Linked DNA regions of Mus musculus: region 1 is linked to region 2. The links are chromatin contacts, called in public Hi-C maps. All regions are on one chromosome and are shown on one strand. The core of a region is the stretch at or near the end of the contact, and the rest is flanking DNA. Distances in the headings are between cores, read along the strand shown. Region 1 holds the start of Mafk (v-maf musculoaponeurotic fibrosarcoma oncogene family, protein K (avian)). Region 2 holds the start of Srrt (serrate RNA effector molecule homolog (Arabidopsis)).

Region 1 (3,310 bases), core at 661-3,160, 2.5 Mb before region 2:
ACTCAGAACAGCCGGGGCAAAAACAGACACAACTTCTTAGTCTAGACTGCAAGAAAGAGTTAGCAGAGACTGTAAACAAGCCCTGGGGCTGGTAGAGCCAGGGACTAAAAACTGAGGGTCCTTAGGAAGTAATGGCCAGAAAAGACTCACCAGAAGCCTTGAGGTGCTAGAGAAAGGGCTGGGACACAGAAACAGCAGACTCTCGGGAAAACAGAGCCTCCCCAGACCCTCCATCCAACGTCCATTTTTAGCAACTACCTGGAAAGTACACAGCCCTGAACTTGGAACAGGGCCCTGCAAGCCCAGCTCAGTTGGAGAACAAGAGGAGAATGTACTCCAGCAAAGCCTGGCTTTGTGTTTTGTCTAGTAAATCTTTTCTTTTGGAATCACAAGAAGTTATCACATTAGACACATTCCCTTTACCAAGGTCAAACACCACATTTCTCGTGATTTATCTAAGGAGAGAGGAAGGTTTTTGTCATCAGTGAGGGCTGTCCCCAGTGACATGGGCTGCAGGTAGGTCCTGCCTATACAGCTTTCTTGACTCCATCCACATGCTTAAATTCACACCTACTGTTTCAGTTTGGTTTTGTGTGACAGTGTCTCGCTATGTAACTAAGGCTGGTCTTGAACTAGCTAAGCAATCCAGGCTAACCTTAAACTCAAGATCTTCCTGCCTCAGACTCCCATGTGCTAGGAGTACAAGCATGTGCCACCATAACATAATGGCTTTAGACCAACACCTTTGAAAGAAGTTACCTGGCCCTAAAACACCAGCTCAAAGCATCAAAGTACCCACGTGCACTCCACCAGATACCTTCTGAAATGTTGCTGCCACAGTATGACCTCAGCAGTGCCAACCTCTGGGGTCCCAGGGCTAATTTTAGTGACTCCACAGGAGTGGAAGGGGTGAACTACCTACCAGCTGAGACACAAGCTAGCTTTTGAGGACTGAGTGTACTGAGTGCCTGTCCATCAATTGGAAGGCGAACTGTTAAAGTGCATCTGTGTTAGCAATGAGAGCTGTGTGAAAAGCGAGGCTCAGACTAACTTCCCTAGAGAAACAAGAGCACCAAGCAGCCTCACCTCCCAAATACCGACTGCGTTCTTACGGGGCAAGTTCTAGGAGGCTGGAGTGGCTGTTATCTCAAGGATACCAGAAGAGGAGTCTATCTCCCCCAAAGAGATCTAATCTAGGCACCTAGGACCCACGAGGCTTTCTTCACCTGTAATTTGCTAGAGTTTTTGCTTCTGATTTCTCGCCGCACGCTCGTAAACATGCACACTCTTAACACGCCTATCCGCTCACCCTACTAGGGAACCTCGCACTTCAGAGTTGGATGGGACCTTGGCCCCAGACCACACCTGAAGAAAGTGACGGAAGCGATAGGCTGGCCAAGACGGTCACCTGCCTCGCTCCCCACCCACAGCTTCCACATCCGGCACCGCTGGCCGGTCAGCTGATTAGAAAGTGACACCAGTTACTCAGGCCCTTTCGGGGTCCCGGCCGGGGGCGAGGTGGGGGCGAATTCTACGCCGACGGAAATGGCCAGGTGCGCACGGCTCCCGGGTGCCACTCTCCCGCACGTGGTGGGTCCCGTGTGGGCCTTGAGCTAGGTCCCGCGTGGCACGTGCTCGAGGCCCAGGCTGGGTCCCGCGGCCTTCGGGGTGCTCCTCCCGCAGGTGCACGAACTCTGGGTTCCCCTACCCAGTTCCCGAAGCCCCTCACTCACCCGGGTCGCGCGCGGGGCCGGGCGCGGCGGCTCCTTGCGGACACGCACTCTTCACAAGCGCTTCTGCTCTCGCGCTCCCCTTAGTCGCCGTCTCCGCCTGCGCGCTTCGGACTTCTCGTTCCGACTCGGCGAAGAACAACAAGTCCCTGCCACCCGCCGCCCGCCGCCGGCTCCCCAGTACTGACACCGCTTCCGGGATCGCGCGTCGAAGCGCGTCACCGCCCCGCCCCCGCGATGGCCACGCCCCTAGTGATCACGCCCCTGTTGCTCACGCTTCTTCGCTCACCAAAACCACGCCCTCTCTGGCCGCGCGTCGGCACCACGCCCCTGATGGCCACGCCCCTCGCTGCCCCAGTCCCTGGGTCCTCCTACATGCTTCCACGTGCAGTTGTCTCATTGCTGAGCTCCTGGCCCTGTCCATCCCCAACACACCCGGGGCGGGGTCTGTGCTCCTTTCCCAAGGTAGGGGGTGTCAGGCGAGCGTGACGCACACTGGGTATGGACCCCACGTTTCCTTGAACTTTCAGCCTGGGCATTATGTCTCTATGTCACCCACTGTCGTCTATGCTACTCACTGTGATCCTGAGGCTGCTGGAGCCTCCCCGGGTCTTGGCAGAGAGAATAGAGGCCAACTGGCTAGTGACCATGTTCTGGACCTAACACCAAGCCCACGTCAAGGTGGCGAAGTGGCTCAGTTACACCACATAATCAGCAAGGCAGATGCACCCTACAAAGGAGAAAGAGATATGTATGTAGCATCCTCTTCTGACCCATACCATGACCTTTTGATTTATATCTGAGACAGAGGTAAGGTCTCACTGTGCAGCTCAGAGTGGCCTGGAACACTTATAAAACTTTATTTTTTTTTTTTACTTATTTATATGTGTGTTCATATGTATGTGGATTGGTGTGCACACACTACCACGAATGTGTGGAAGTCAGAGGGCAACTTTAGGGAATCTGTTTTTTCTTTCCACTTTTGGGTTCCGAAAATTGAACTCAGACTTGGTACCTTTACCCACTGAGCCACCTCACTGGCACTGTCTTGAAGCTCTTAATCCTTCTGCCTTCACCCTAAGTGCCTTCACCTAAGCCTGCCCCTCCCCCTCCCCCTCCCCCTCCCCCCTTCTCCCTCTCCTCCCTCCCTCTCCTCCCTCCCTCTCCCTCTCCCCCTCCCCCTCCCCTCCCCCTCCCCCCTCTCCCTCTCCCTGTAAGCAATGGATAGTGTCTTAGTTAGGTTTTTACTGCTGTGAATAGTCACCACGACCAAGGTAACTCTTATAAGGACAACATTTAGTTAGGGCTGCCTTATAGGTTCAGAGGTTTAGTCCATTATCATCAAGGATCATGGTAGCATCCAGGCAGTCATGGTGCAGGCAGAGCTGAGAGTTCTACATCTTCATCTGAAGGCTGCTAGGAAGACTGACTTCCAAGCAGTAAGGATGAGGGTCTTAAAGCCCACACCCACAGTGAGACACCTATTCCAACAAGGCCATACCTCCTAATAGTGCCACTTCCTGGGCCTAACATATTCAAACCACAACAGACAGAAAGCCATATCTCTCTGACTTGGGGAT
Region 2 (2,929 bases), core at 17-2,516:
CCCTTTGTAGACTAGGTTGGCCTCCAACTCAGAGATCTGCCTGCCTCTGCCACCAGAGTGCTGGGATTAGAGGTGAGCGCCACCATGCTCCCATCTTCTTGAATTACGTGTGTATGAGCTGGTTGCAAGACTTAAATCCCAGTACTCAGGAGGCAGAGACAGGAAGATCTCTCAGTCTGAGGCCAACCTAGTCTACAAGGGGAGTTCCAGGCCAGCCATGGGGTACACAGAAACCTTGTTTTGGAACAAAATGATGAGTATATGTATCTGTGTATCAGTGTGTGGGTGTGTGTGCATCTGAGTGCAGTGCCCTTGCAGACCAGAAGAGGTGTCAGTTCCCTAGGCACTGGAGTTAACAGTCTGTGAGCAGCCAGCCACATGGGAGCTGGGACTCCAACTCTGATTTTCTGCAAGACCAGGAAGTGCTCTTACACACTGGACCGGCCTCTTTGGAAAATGTTTTTGAGAAAGGGTTTTAGAAAATTGTCAAGGCTGGCTTTGAACTCATTTTGCAACCCCTGAATTTGATTCTGCTTTGACTTACTGAGTAACTCGGGTTACGCCTGTGCCAACGTAACTGTCTGCTAAGTTTTTAAAATGCCCCCTTGTAAATACACCTTATTAGATGCTGGGATTTTTCATTCTTTTCTGGGAGCAAGACAGTGGCATGCTCCCTTGTTTAGCTTAGTATTCTATTCATGGAAAAGGGCTTACTGTTATCTTAGGGATTTCAACTGGAAACTAGTGGATCCTGGTGGTTGTTTCCAGACTGCAATGTAAAGACTCCCATTAAAGAACTGGGCATTAAGATCGAGGTTTACACTTTTGCATGAGTATTAGGCTCCTCTGTCCAAGACAAGCAGGAAGAACGCATTTTATAAGTAGCACATACTGTATTTTTTTGCAGGAGAAAATGGTGGGAGGAGATGCCTCTAAAATGGTTGCTTCTATGAATTATTCCCTAGACATCCATCGTCCCCAAACCCCTCGATAGCAAATCCGCCCTTGAGGAGGTCAAGAGGTGCCCCAGCCCAGGGCTATTGCAAAGCAACCTTTGGATGCAAACTAGCTCCTACCCAGGATACCTTACGGGAGTGACACTTAACTTCTCCAGTGCCCTCCTTTTCAAGTAGGCACGAGCACGTTCAGAAGGCCTGGCTTGGCCCAGCTCAACTTCCGTAGCTCCGAGAAGCTGGGGCGATTTTGTCGCAAAACCACGCGAGACTTCCGCGTCTCCACCCTCTTCCCGTCATTCTTTTAATCTCGGAGTTTTAGTTTGGTCCGGGGGTCTTGTTTTGTAGTTGGAGGCCGAGCTCCGGGAGTGACGTAGGACGCGCGCGCGCCTCCTTGCCCCCCCCCCCCCCCCGCGGTCCCGCTCTTCTCTTCCCCTTCGTCTCCGGGCTGAGAATCCCAGCGTCTCCTTCCAACCCTCTTTGTGGTCCATTGTCGCTCGTTCCGGTCCGCCCGGAAAACAAGCCCGCCGGCGCGCGCTTCCAACGGCCCCGACCGCTGCCAGGTGGGGGAGGGGAAGGAAAGGCCCGGGCGGCGGGATTGCGAGGAGAGGACCGTGCCCGGGGGCTTCGGGGGTGGACGAGGGGGAATCCGTGGGGACAGTGAAACTGTCGGAGCGATCGCCCTGCCCGGGATGGCAGGCCGGCCTCGGCGGGAGGGAGGCGGGCGTGCTGTCCCCGGGGGATTGTCCCTCCTCTGGTCCTTGTTCATCATCACCGTGTCTACCCGCCGCCGGGCCCCAGGCCTCCTCTGACAGCACCATGGGTGACAGTGATGATGAATACGACCGAAGACGCAGGGACAAATTTCGAAGAGAGCGCAGCGATTATGACCGTTCCCGGGAAAGGGATGAAAGACGGCGAGGGGACGATTGGAATGACCGGTGAGACAGTATTAACGTCCATACCCCGCCCCGTACAACCCTTCCGCGCCACAATTTTTCTTTTCGTTTCCTTTTTTGTCTTTACCTTACAAAATCTTATTAGGATGCAGTTTACCGTTGAGCCATTTCTGTAGTTTCAGTCTATTCACCGTTGGCTCAGATTTTGAGCTTTTAACCAAAGTGACGGTCAGTATTAGTGCTGGACAGGAGCTCCGCACAGCTGGTTGGACTGCATCTTCCGTGCAGGCTACATAGGGAGACACAATCTCAAATCCAAATATTAAGAAAGCACAAACTGACCAAAGTGAGATTGGCCCGAAACTCTTTAGGTAGCTCAAGATGACATTAAACTTCTGAATTAAGGAAGTATTCTACCACATCCTGTTTAAGAGTTTTTTGAAAGGATTTTTAAAACAGGTAATTGAGATAAGAAATGTGCAAGTGCATTTCTTCTTTTATATAATAAAACGTTCATGGGGGTTTGCTTACATTATGTCTATGCACCTCATTCGTTCCTGGTGCCCGAGGAGGCCAACAGAAGGCTTTAGATCCTCTGGGAAATGGGCAGGAAAGATGGTTGTGAATTGCTTTGTGGGTGCTGGGACTCAAAGCCTAGTCCTCCGCAAGAGGAGCCAACCAAGAGTGGTTAAAAGGAGTGCATTTAACTACTGAGCCAGCTCTCTACCTCTCTTCCTTTTTAAATCCAGAGGTGAAGTAAAAACAACAAAAACAAAGCCAGTTTAGTGAGTTAAGCGCCATAGCTCAACTTGAAAACAGATTTCTTTATTTTTAAAGATTTATTTGTTTGAGTGCTCAATTTGCATGTACATCTGCATGACAGAATAGGGCATCTGGTCCCTGTAGTTGTTGCTGGGATTTGAACTCATGACCTGGATAAGCAGCCAGTGCTCTTAACTGCTGAGTCATCTCTCAGTTTCTTTAGAGGGATTTGAAATGACTTTGAGATAGAATTTAAGAGGTTGAGACCAGCCAGGGCTACATGGTGAGACTCCCTTTCACGAAACAAGTATGAAA

What was found. Hi-C and Micro-C count contacts between places; a contact is called where the count stands out from the background.
Region 1: a contact with region 2 is called in a Hi-C map of B cells, with 6 read pairs. The contact joins the promoter of Mafk here to the promoter of Srrt in region 2.

What each region holds. Positions count from the first base shown.
Region 1 is chr5:139,790,136-139,793,445 of GRCm38.p6, reverse strand. Mafk (v-maf musculoaponeurotic fibrosarcoma oncogene family, protein K (avian)) reads right to left here and starts at 1,910. Exons shown (of 3, transcript NM_010757.2): 1 at 1,734-1,910.
Region 2 is chr5:137,306,011-137,308,939 of GRCm38.p6, reverse strand. Srrt (serrate RNA effector molecule homolog (Arabidopsis)) reads left to right here and starts at 1,266. Exons shown (of 20, transcript NM_031405.2): 1 at 1,266-1,516; 2 at 1,755-1,894. The coding sequence starts at 1,773. It also overlaps the pseudogene Gm43013.